Linked DNA regions of Ovis aries: region 2 is linked to region 1. Evidence: chromatin contacts called from public Hi-C data. All regions are on one chromosome and are shown on one strand. The core of a region is the stretch at or near the end of the contact, and the rest is flanking DNA. Distances in the headings are between cores, read along the strand shown. Region 1 overlaps BCL2 (BCL2 apoptosis regulator). Region 2 holds the start of BCL2 (BCL2 apoptosis regulator).

Region 1 (5,907 bases), core at 2,485-4,984:
ATGATACCAAATCAATAAAATAAAAACAAAGAAACACGCAGGAACCAATGTGAATTCTTTGAAAAGTGAAATAGGTAGATGTTCAACAAGAATGAGAGAGAGAAACGAAGAAGGCGTAAACAAACACTATTAGGCATGCAAAGGATCATAACTATAAATACAGTCAAGTTCTTTTCAAAGTATGAAAATTCAATTTTCTACTTTCAAGCAATAAAACTAAAAGCAGATGAAATGGAAAATCTCCTAGGAAAATGTTACCAAAACTGACACACAAAAAAAAAAACAGAAAAAGAACAAAAGCTCCTGAATGTATTTTTATAAGTTCAGTCTAAAGCTGTATATTTTAGGAGAAGACAGTACGAAACAAGAAAGCAATAGGTCAATCGAAGCTAAAAATATCAATGCAAAAATCTAAATATTAGTAAGCATGCCAGTGTAGTGTGTATATAGATGTATATTTATTTTTAAATATATGTTTTTGATATATATATTGTGATCACATATGTCATATTTATCACTGGTAAATATACAGTGTACGTGTGTGTGCATGTGTGTTTGTGATGATGAGTACAGTTTATCCCAGAAGCTCAACATTAGAAAATCCTACTGTAATTCACCACACTGACACATTAAGAAGGAAAAACGAATTATCACAATAGATGCAGAAAAACATTTTATAAAATTTAGTACCCATTCACAATTTAAAAATACAGTAAAATACCTAGCCAATCAAGAATAGAAAGAAGTTTGTACTAAGCAGTTTCTACTAAGAACCTACAATAAATTTTAGGAACATATTTCCTTTGAAGTCAGGCTAGATAAATATACATTTTCTATCACCACTCTACTCATCATTATGTGAGGTATCTGGCAAATACAATAAAACAAGGAAAAGGAGTAAGAGAAATAAGGATTTGAAATAGAGAAACAAAATAAGAATCATTTGCACATAAGAATGTGTATGTAGAGATCCCAGGAGAGACTACAAACGGTTACAAGTCACAGGAGAGCTTTGCAAGAATACTGGAGACAAGATTAATATACTGTACAAACAGCCACAGCATCCTCATCAGCAACAACCAATTAGAAAGCGTAACTTTTAAAAGATCCCATTAGCAACAGCAATAATCTATGACACATTGGAAGAAAAGGGGGCAAGAGTTAAATGAAAACAAGTCATGAAACTTCACTGAGGTGCTCTGTGGCAACTAGAAGGGTGGGATGGGGTGGGAGGTTAAAGAAGGGGACACTGTCTGCCTCTGGCTGATTCATGCTGATGTATGGCAGGAGCCAATTCAATATTACAAAACAATTATCTGCCAATTAAAGATAAATTTAACTTCACGGAAAGTCCTAAGACCCAAGTAAAGAGAGCTCTATCTCATGCTCAGAGATGAAAAGATTCAATATTGACATCAGTTCCTCCTAAGTTAATACATAAATTGAACATAATTCATAGTAAAATCTCAGAAAGGTTCTTCATGAACATTTTTACCTAGTTTTAAAATTCATGTAGAAGAATTAGGGTCAAAAGCAGCCAAGACAATATTGAAAACCTGTAAGATGGACCCTTGTCCTACCAGATATCAAGACATTTATTAAAGCCTTATAATTGCAGCTTGTTAGACCAACGTAACAGAGAGAGCCCCTCTGTGAACAGGAACGGGGGGTGGGACAGCAGTGGCATTATAAAAACTGTGGGAAATGACTGAACTGTTTACTAAATGGTCCTGAGAGAATCTGTAATTCACAGGGAAAAAATAGATCTCTAACTCATGCTATATCAAAACATGAATTCCAAGAGAATTAGTTAACTCTAATATTTAAGAAAAATACGACGCTTTTTATGATCCCAGACTAGGAATGACACAAACCATAAAACAATGAAGGGAGAAAATGTTGACCAATTTGACTTTGAAACTTATGTGACAGAAGACGTCAAAGACAAAGGTTAAAGGCAAGATATAGAAAGGGGAGCTTTTTTGTTAATATATAGGATGCATAACAAATGCTTGATAATCTGTAAGGAAAAAAAAGCAACCCACTACAAAAAGATGAGCAAAATCTATGAACTGGAAACACACAGAAAAAGAAACCCAAATGGCCAAAACCGTGAGAAAGAGAAGCATAAATCAACAGACACCAGGAAGCATGATTCAACACCACAACAAGATGTCCTTGAACCTATTTCATTAGCAAAACGTAAAAGGCTGATGGTGCCCAGCTTTGGAGAAGGTAGTGTCAGCAAGAACTATCATACATGGTTCTGGAAGTGTAAGCTGGGAACAAGTCAGCAACATCTAGGGGTCAGTGTCTGTCCCGTGCGACCCCCAAACCCATGTCTGCATCTACACCGATGCAGGAGACTCGTTGGATCCCTGGGTCGGGAACATTCCCTGGAGAGGGAAATGGCAACCCACTCGTCCTCTTGCCTAGACGTTACCATGGGCTCCGAGGGGCCCTAAGGCAAGTGATCACTGCACAGGGGATGAGAGGCGGGCCGGGCGTGGTGGGCACAGGGCTTCGGAGTCTGTGGGCTCAAATCCCTCACCGTGAGATCGCAGCGCTCACCCCACTCATCCAGTGATTGACCCACACAGGGAACTGGAACCTGGTGCAAAGGAGGGTGGGCGGATGAAGGGGAAGGCCACCTCTTCCCCCTGGAACAAACCGCAGCCCGAGCAGGGCGATGACATAACCTGATTAAAAAAGGGAAGGAGCCGCGCTGCCCCGGTCATCTGACGACTTCTCAATGAGTCTGGAACTCCCTCGCGGGGCTGCTGCTGTCCCCGGCGCATCTGCCGAGGAAGCGAAGGGGCCGGGGGAAGTGAGAACGGTGACCTCAGGCCTCTCGGAGGACGTCCCTCGGCCCCGGGCCTCCAGCGGGCCGGCCGCCCGGGTCCAGCGGTGACCCCCGCGCTGACCTTCAGCCCCTGCTCTTCCAAGAAACTGCGGGGCTGAGCCACCATCTTGAGGCCAGGGAAATTCTAGAGTCCTTCCCGGTTTTCAAGAGTTTTTCCTTAAAAACAGGACCTCTTAAAATCCAAGAGTGGTCCTTAACGCTGGCACGTGGGTGTGAGGCTCATTCCTGGCCACGCGGCCGCGACGTCCCCTCCTGGTGACACACGCAACGCCCGGGAGGCGGCAACGGCACTGCTGTCTGCAGTCTCGGTAAGGCTGCTCCACGCTGCCCACGGTGCAGCCGCACCCTCGGGCCCTGGGACCGCTGTGGATGCGGCGATCCCATCGTAGCTTCCAGAAGCAGCAACTCGCAGGCCCCGCCCGCCCTCAGAGCGACGCGCGCCCGGCGCCCCGCCGCCCCAAAAGCAGCACACGTGCACAGGGCAGGCTGCAAAGAAGTAAGCATCTCCCGACGGTGCGAGCTGCCACAGAGCAGGGTGGGTAACCCAGGCAGCTTCCAGAATCCTCTCTGGAGGCCTGACCCATCCGAGACGGCATCTTTGCAGTCCTGAGCGGCGGTGCTGGTGTCCGAGTCCCCAGGGTAGCCGGTCCTGCCCTTGCTTTCTCTCTCTCTCCGGTAGTATTTTCCCCCCCCCGCCCCTCCCCCGGGGAGCACGCTTGCTGCACTCCTCCAGGCTTGTTTTCATGCGATTCCTTGCCTCCTCACACCTTTCCTTGTTGTTTTATGGAAAGCTGCTGGTCAGAGTTGCCCAATACCCATGCATAGCTGGGTGGTGGCATCAGATACCCAGGAAAACAGAGCGACTATTCCAGCCCCAGCCTAGAGCCCAGAGTTGGATGGAAACACGAAAATTAGTTGTTGCTAACAATCCATTGTAATGAAAATATGATCCCAGTAATTGATTTTAAATAGAATTTTTTAAAGACTCCTTGGCTGCGTTTCATCAAGAATACAGAGTTTCAAAAGCGTTCATTCCAGGGTTGGATTTTTTCCCCCTTTCTTCTGGCTTAAACCCCAAATGGCCCAGATCCGAGTCTGAATAAACAGTGTGGGTGGTGAGTGTTCCGTGGGGCCCAGTAGAGGATGCAGGCACTCTCGTATTCGGTTCAGCATTAAATCATGTGAGACCAGCCTGATGACTCTGGAGAACTTTTACTCAGTAACTGGAGGGCCACATAACGCGTCCTGTTTCTCCGCTTTTGGGGGAGAAAAAAAAATTAATTCTCCTAACTGCCAAGGCTTAATTATGTATAAAGTTCATTGACCTCACAGGCGGCTGTCAGATGATCTTGCGAAGGCCCAGAGAAAGGCATCCCAGGAATGCGGTGATGTGGGCAGAAACCGTGGATTCAAGCCACCGAATGCTTGCAACGGGCCGGAATCGGCAGCCGCTCAGAAAGACTCCAGTGCAGACAGAACTTCAGGGTAATCAGTCATTTCATCTCACCTGAGCGTTGGTAGGCCTTCAAAGGGATTGCTACAGATCAGAAAAGCTCAGGCAGAACCCCCGGGGGACCGTGAGGAGGCGGGTCGGCGACGACCGGCTGGCACGATTCTGCGTGCCGCCAGCTCTCGTGTGCATGCCCGGCGTTCTCTCCCCGTTTTGGAGGCAATGCCCCGACCCCTGGTACCGACAGGGAGAGCGAATGAGAAGCAGGCCCATTCATAAAGGCACGGTGGGCCTTAAAGGAGGCAGGAGAGTCTGTGCTGTCTCCGACGGTTTTGATGGAAGGCAGCACGGCGTGCCTCTGCAGTGACCTTGCCTGTCTGCCCATTAAATGCCCTCAAGTGTGATCCTGCACAAGGGCTGGGTTCTCCTCTGAGGGCTTGGGGTGGGGAGGGGGGAGGGACGAGCAAGCTGAGCTTCCAGAACATGTGTTGGTCTTCCGGTCTTTCCCCGGGGACACCCCGGGGTCGATTGGCACCCCGGTTACTGAGAAAACGGGTCCTGGGCTCCTTGGTAACGGGAAGGCGGAGCCAGGAGGCGGGTGAGCGGGGTGTTAACTTCAGGGGTCCTCTGATTCAGAGGGAGCAAATGTGAAATATTTTGGCTTGGCACTTCCAGAGATTAAAATGACCTGATGGGGTCCAGTATCACTTTCTTTCAGGACCTTTCTCACTGCACATACTCACTTTATCAGTCAAAATACCGTGATTTCAGGGGTGGAATGTCCCAGGGCTGTGTTCTAACCTAAATCAGCTGCACTTACCCTCGTGGCTTAATTGTTACGAATGCAGAGAATGGGTGATCACAGTTTAACCAACATTTTCATCCTCTGATGGCAGCGGAATGGAAAGATTCTCACTTGTTTCATTTTTAGATAAAGCTGAAATTCTGGGGTTCTTTAACCAAAATCAGCCACCTAGATTTTGAATACACAGCGTCAGGGGGCTTTCAACCCACACTAATTCAATAGGTATTTGGGAAACTGAAATAGTGGGTGCTCTTGGTGACGCAGACATGACAAAGGGAACCTTGCCCTCAAGTAAGTCACAGGTGAAGAGGCAGACACTAATCCCAGCTGGAGGCCTCCCTGGTGGAGAGGGGACAGCTCGATCCCTGCTCCCAGAAAAGTCCACGCGCCAAGAGGCAGCTGAGCCGTGTGCCTGGAGGCCGTGCTCCCCAACAAGGGCAGCCACGCGTGGCAAGTAGAGAGCAGCCCTCACTCACCGAAACGAGAGAAAGCCTGCGTCCAGCAACGGACACCCAGCACAACCAAACACAAATAAATAAAAATAAAATCCCAACTGGAGGATTCGGGAAGGCTTCCCACACGGAACCTTCCCGGGTGAGGTGGCATCCGCCTGGAACCTTCAGCCAAAGCTCCCTTCACGCCTGTTGGCTCTGGCATTCTAAGTCATGAGTCATGCTTGGTCACGGCCGGGGGTCTACAACTCTTCCTTGTTTTTAACCCGTCTCATATTTGAGGGGTCTTAGAGACCCAGGCCATTTAATAAAACCTTCTTCAGGGAATAGGGATAAA
Region 2 (5,907 bases), core at 1,186-3,685, 88 kb after region 1:
TTAGGGTGGAAAATAAAATACACTAAAAATTCCAGTGAACTTCTAAATCATACACAAGTTATAGAAATAGAATACAAGACAGGCGGCCAACGCGAAACCCGTCAGTGATGAAACAAACGCCCACAGCCTAGGGTTCTTCAAGACACAAGGTCATGCCCACTATGAACGCGGCACACATTGGAGGTCAGTGTCAACAGACTCTGGAAGTCAACTTAACCTTTTCACAATCATCCAGGTTTTCTAGGGAAAGGGGCTACACTGGTTTTCCTCTTTGGGTAGATTTTACCAAGTGAGTCAGAGAAGGCAGGCTCCTGGGCCTCTAGAGGAGTCTGCTCTTCTAATCAGTGGTTTTCAAATTTTAGGACAAAGCAGAACCCCCACCCCCACCCCCCCAGGGGAGCTCATTTCTGATGCAGAGAGTCAGGACTCAGCCTGGCATCCAGCTTATGAGTTGTCCCTGAAATGCTCCTTTTCAATAAGCTACTCCACCAGGTACCGTGATCATGGGGATCCCTGGACTCCCAGTTTCAGTAACCTCGAAGGGATGCCCTTTATCCCCAAATTCTACTGAGCAGCAAAGGCTGGATCTTTGGACCTCAGTAGCTGGCGCAAGGGAAGCAATGTCTCCGGGGAAGGAGTGATCGCGGTGGGGCCGGCAGGGAGAGCTCTCTGCAGGGGAAGAGAAAGGGAGACCACACACCTGGCTCCACTCCACTGGCCTGCCCTTGACCCTGGGCCCAGCCACACCCCGCCACTCGGACCGCCGGCTCAGGCTCACACCCAGACGAGCACCTACCCAGCCTCCGTTGTCCTGGATCCAGGCGTGCAGGTGCCGGTTCAGGTACTCGGTCATCCACAGGGCGATGCTGTCCACCAGGGGCGACATCTCCCGGTTGACGCTCTCCACACACATGACCCCTCCGAACTCAAAGAAGGCCACGATGCGCCCCCAGTTCACCCCGTCCCTGAAGAGCTCCTCCACCACCGTGGCGAAGCGTCCCCTCGCGGTGAAGGGCGTCAGGTGCAGCTGGCTGGACATCTCGGCGAAGTCGCGGCGGTAGCGCCGAGAGAAGTCATCGCCGGCCTGGCGCAGGGTCAGGTGGACCACAGGTGGCACCGGGCTGGGCGCAGGCCCGGCGGCGGCGGCCGGGGGCGGCGGCGGGGAGGTCCTGGAGGGCGCGGGCGCGCGGCCGGGCTGCGAGGACAGGATGCCCGGCGCGGGGGCGGCCCCGGGGGGCGCGGCGCCCGCGGCTCCGGCTTCCCACTCGTAGCCCCGCTGCGACAGCTTGTAGTGGATGTACTTCATCACGATCTCGCGGTTATCGTAGCCTGTGCCCCCCGCGTGCGCCATCCTTCCGCCGCGGGAGGGCAGCCGGGCCCCCGCAGCACCTCTCGCCCCCCGCTGCCCGCCCCACGGCCCCGCAGATGGGGGGAAGAGTTACAACCCAGCTATTTCATTGGGTGTGCTTTGCATTCCTGGAAGAGGGGGTGTCTTCAACCACGCGGAACACTTGATTCTGGTGTTTCCCTCTTGGCATGAGATCCTGGAAATTTTTACTTAAATCCCCTTCGGATCTTTATTTCATGAGGCACATTATTAATTACTGTTAATATCAGTCCACCTCCTCCGTGATGCTGAAAGGTTAAAAAAACTAATCAGTCAAAATCAGGTGCGTTTCCCTCTGCACGCTGGTTGAAAGCAGGGCACACACACACTACAAGTTACACGCTGAGAAGAATATATTACACTGCCTGGAAATTTAAACTTACTCCAATGCACTTAAAGTGAAAATCGCAAAGGTTCCCACTGACAGTTACATTAAACCAATTTCCTGTGCAAAGAACTTACTGGTATTTTTCAAGGACAGCATGATCCTCTGTGAAGTTTCCTTTTTTGTGAAAACAAATGAAAAGGCAAAAAGATTCCATCAATCTTCAGAACTCTCCAGTTAGAGCTGCTCTGAAAACTTCCCAATGAATCAGGAGTTGGGGGAGGGGGGTGCAAAAATTTAGGAGAATTTCCAGTTTGATTCCTAGACTTCTTCACAGAAATGTCAATCTGTAGGAATCCCAACCGGAGATCTCAAGAGCACGAGCAAACGGAAGGCAGCGGCGGCGGCGGATGAATTACCATTTCTCAGTCGGTATTTGCAGAAGTCCTGTGATTTTTCCCCTTCTCGGCAATTTTCACGCGCGCACACACGCGCGGGCACACACATGGGTCTGTGTCCGCGGGGCCGCCTCACGCCTCCCCGGGGAGAAAACACCGGGCCGGAGCCGGCGGGCGAGCGGCGGACGCGGGCGGGGATCCTCTCCGGATCAAACTCCGAACGGCCAAGGCATTTTCCGAAGAGCTGCCGATAGACGCAGGCTGGCCGCGCCGGCCCCGCGGTGCCGAGCGCGAGGAGCCCGCGCTGTGTGTGGTGCCGCGAGGGTGGGAGGCGGCGCTGGCGGGGGAGGGCTTTATTTTTTTTTTTTTTCCCCTCTTTTCCTAAAAAGGGATGACTGCTCCGAAGTTCTCCCCCCCCGGACCCCTCTTCCGCTGCACCCCACCGGCGCACCCCGCCTCCGGGCCGCGCACCCTCTCCCCGCCCCCGCGCCGCGCGCTCCGGCCGAGGACGCCGCCCGGGGGGGGCCCGGCGCCCGCACCTTCGCGGCGGCGGGGGGACCGGGCGCGGGGCGGGGCGGCGGGAGGAAGGGGGCGGCGCGGGGGGCCCGGCCTCTGACTTCATTCTCCGCTCGAACCGCCCGGTTTCCTGTGCGTGCGTCACACGGTTCATTCAAAAAAAGAAGAAAGGACGGGCCCTCCCCGGAGCCGCCCCCCCCGGCCGGGTTAAAGGCGCCGCGGCCGGCGCGGAGCGCGCCCCGCCGGGGGCTCTGCGGGCGGGGGCCGCGGGGCCGGGGGCTCGGGGGGCCCGCGCCGCGCGCCCGGCCGGGGTGGGGGGCGCGGGCGGCGCGGGCGGCGGCGAGGGGCCTCCTCGGGCCTGCGGCGGCCGGGCGCGCGCTCGGGGTCTCCGGGGCCCGCGAGGGGCCGGGGGCGCCCGGGGAACCGCCCGCGGCGGGGGGGCGGCTGCCGGGCGGCGGAGGCGCGGGGCGGGGGGCGGGGGGGACCCCGAGAAAACGGGCGCCGGGAGCCGCGGCGCCCCTTCCTCGGCGCGGGCGCGCGCGTGGCGTGAGCGCGCGTCCCGCACGCGGGGTCCACCCTCGGCCGATGCTGACCCCGGGCGGGGGCCTCGGCGCCGGCCCCCGAGAGGAGAGGCCACGCCGCGCGCGCCTCCGCGAGGGCAGCCGCGAGCCTCGCGCTGCCTTGCAGCTGCTTCCTGGCTGTCCACGCAGAGCGCGCGCTTCGGAGACCGCACCCGGGCCCAGGCTGGACGCGGCTCCCGGGGCTCGCGGCCGGCCGGCCCGGGCGGCCGAGCGCTGTCCGGGGCGAGTGGTGGCGGGGGGCTCCGCGGCCCCGGGGACTGCGGCCCGCGGGCTCCCCTGTCCGTGGGATTCTCCGGGCAACAAGGCTGTCCCTTCTCCAGGGGATCTCCCTGACCCAGGGATCGAACCCAGCTCTCCGGCATCGCAGGCAGATTCTTTTTTCCTCGCTCCCAACCATTCCGGCCCTGGGTTAGGAGCCGCGGGGGCTACCGGGCACTTTCAGGCCCGCAGCCCCGCAGTCGGGGCGGGTGGGTTTCTAAAGGCCTCCGCGGTCGTCCAGCACTCAGCTCTAGACGCCCGCACCTTGTCGAGTTACCTACACATACACCAGCCTACATAGACACCATGTGCGCACAGTTTTAATGCTTTTATACACAGTCATACGTATACATTTCATATACGTAAACATTTTTAAAGTTCATCAGTACAAATGGCCTCCGGAAAAAGAGCACAGAGGGCAGACAAGTCGCATGCGCGTATTTTTATTTCTAAAAGTCTTTGACGGAGCGCCGGGAAAACGTTTACTAATAGCACCGCGGCTTAGTTAACTGGGCTTCCCTGGTGGCTCAGGCGGTAAAGGGTCTGCCTGCGATGCAGGGAGACCAGGGCTCCACCCCTAGGTCAGGCAGATCCCATGGAAAAGGGAATGGTCACCCACGCCAGTATTCTCGCCTGGAGAACTCCATGGACGGACGGGCCTGGCGGCCTACAGCCCATGGGGTGGGTTGCAGAGTCGCGCACACACAGTGACGAACACCTGATGGGGCTCAAGTGGAACTTCCGGGAGCGCCCTTTGTGTGGGCGAGGAATGCAAGGCTGACTACTGCCCTGTCCACACGCACACCTCAAACTGTACTTGGTCTCCTTCTTAGACTAGAATCAACACATTCATTCTTCAGGAAAATAAGCACAGCAAATTACTTTCATTTCTTCATTTATCAGAGCCAGTCAGCCAACATGCCAGCCCACCTCTTGCTTGTAGGAATGTGTACCTGGTACAAATGTCTCATCCAGGCATGGAGTGAAGGAAATGTCCCTTCCTGTTTCCAGCTGCTGGGACCGCCACCTTTGCCCCACGGCAGTGACAGCCAGGTGCAGTGGCCTGGAGATCTGTTCTCACCGAAACAGAGGAAAGCCAAGCGGAGGCCACCCGTCCTGGTTAGGGGTCTTCTCGGAACTTGCCTTAACTCCTGAAGTTACTTAGGAGGAACCAAAAGCCGCAGTGCTTGCGACCCAGCATGCGAGCGAGGAAGCGAGAGGCCAGAGCTGGAACCAGGCTGTCCTCCTGCCAGCGGGGAGACAGAAGGAAACAGGGGCCATTCCGAGTGAAGGAAAGCCTGCCTTCTTCTCCCCTTTACTCCACAGATGATTCTTCCACTCTTAAGTGGCCCCTTGATCATAATCCAACATTCTCAGGACAGGTCTGCATTAATCTTGACTAAAGGCTAAATATTCCCTAGGAATGTTCTGGGTGCTCCTTCAATCGAAACAGTGAAACCACTCCGCTATTCAGATTGCAGTGCTTATCAGATTCCACCGAAAGTATCAGGGCAGGGAGTCCTCAGAAGTGTGTGGATTAACTGTTTGACTACTGGTGACCTAGTCAGAGGAGCACCATTCTAAGTCAGGAGCCCTAGGTACAAACCGAGAGACTTCCAATAACCTTCCAAACGCAGGCACTGTGGGGTTTCACTGGCCAAGCCGTCCTCCACTTTTAAGAGCCGATGGTTGGTCCTTTGCCCAGCTTTGCTGGCTGGGTTCTCGCGGTGGGTGGTACCAGGGAGTGAAAAGGACAAGACGCAAGGAATGGAGATCATATTCAGTGTCTCAAAGGCCTGTGCGTCCCTTCTTTATTCTCCAATCTGCCAAACAAAAAGGGTTTTATTGCCAGTTTTCGCCACCTACTGGTTGATATTTAACAGTATCATTCAGAAAGTTCTCTTCATCACCAATATTGTTATTCAGTTGCCAAGTCATATCTGATTCTTTGCCATCCCATGGACTGCTGCACACCAGGCTTCCCTGTCCTTCACTATCTCCTGGAGTTGGCTCAAACTCACGTCCATTAGATAGCGTAAGTGCTATCCCACCATCTCATCCCCTGTCACCCTCTGCTCGGGCCCTCAATCTTCCCCAGCATCAGGGTCTTTTCCAATGAGTTGGCTCTTTGCATCAGGTGGCCAAAGTATTGGAGTTTCAGCTTCAGCATCAGTCCTCCCAATGAATATTCAGGACTGATCTCCTTTAGGATGGACTGGTTGGGTCTCCTTGCAGTCCAAGGGACTCTCAAGAGTCTTCTCCAACACCACAGTTCAAAAGCATCAACTCTTTGGTGCTCAGCTTTCTTCACAGTCCAACTCTCCCATCCACACGTAACCACAGGAAAAACACAGCCTTGAACACATGGACCTTTGTCAGCAAACTGACGTCTCTGCGTTTTCATACTGTCTAGGTTTGCCATGGCTTTTCTTCCAGAGAGCA

The links. Hi-C and Micro-C count contacts between places; a contact is called where the count stands out from the background.
Region 2: a Hi-C map of mesenteric adipose tissue shows a contact between it and region 1, with 2.0 times the contacts expected there. The contact joins the promoter of BCL2 here to the enhancer-like site in region 1. A contact is called at or near these places in 3 of 16 Hi-C or Micro-C datasets (blood, mesenteric adipose tissue and retroperitoneal adipose tissue).

What each region holds. Positions count from the first base shown.
Region 1 is chr23:61,810,042-61,815,948 of ARS-UI_Ramb_v3.0, forward strand. The region is part of intron 1 of BCL2 (BCL2 apoptosis regulator); the gene reads right to left. Among named protein-coding and RNA genes, the nearest start is that of BCL2, 89 kb to the right of the region's middle. Within about 2 kb of position 3,735, at least 16 of the 54 cell types and tissues checked have an H3K27ac peak or open chromatin away from gene starts, as enhancers often do.
Region 2 is chr23:61,899,608-61,905,514 of ARS-UI_Ramb_v3.0, forward strand. BCL2 (BCL2 apoptosis regulator) reads right to left here and starts at 2,436. Exons shown (of 2, transcript XM_012103831.5): 1 at 797-2,436. The coding sequence starts at 1,351.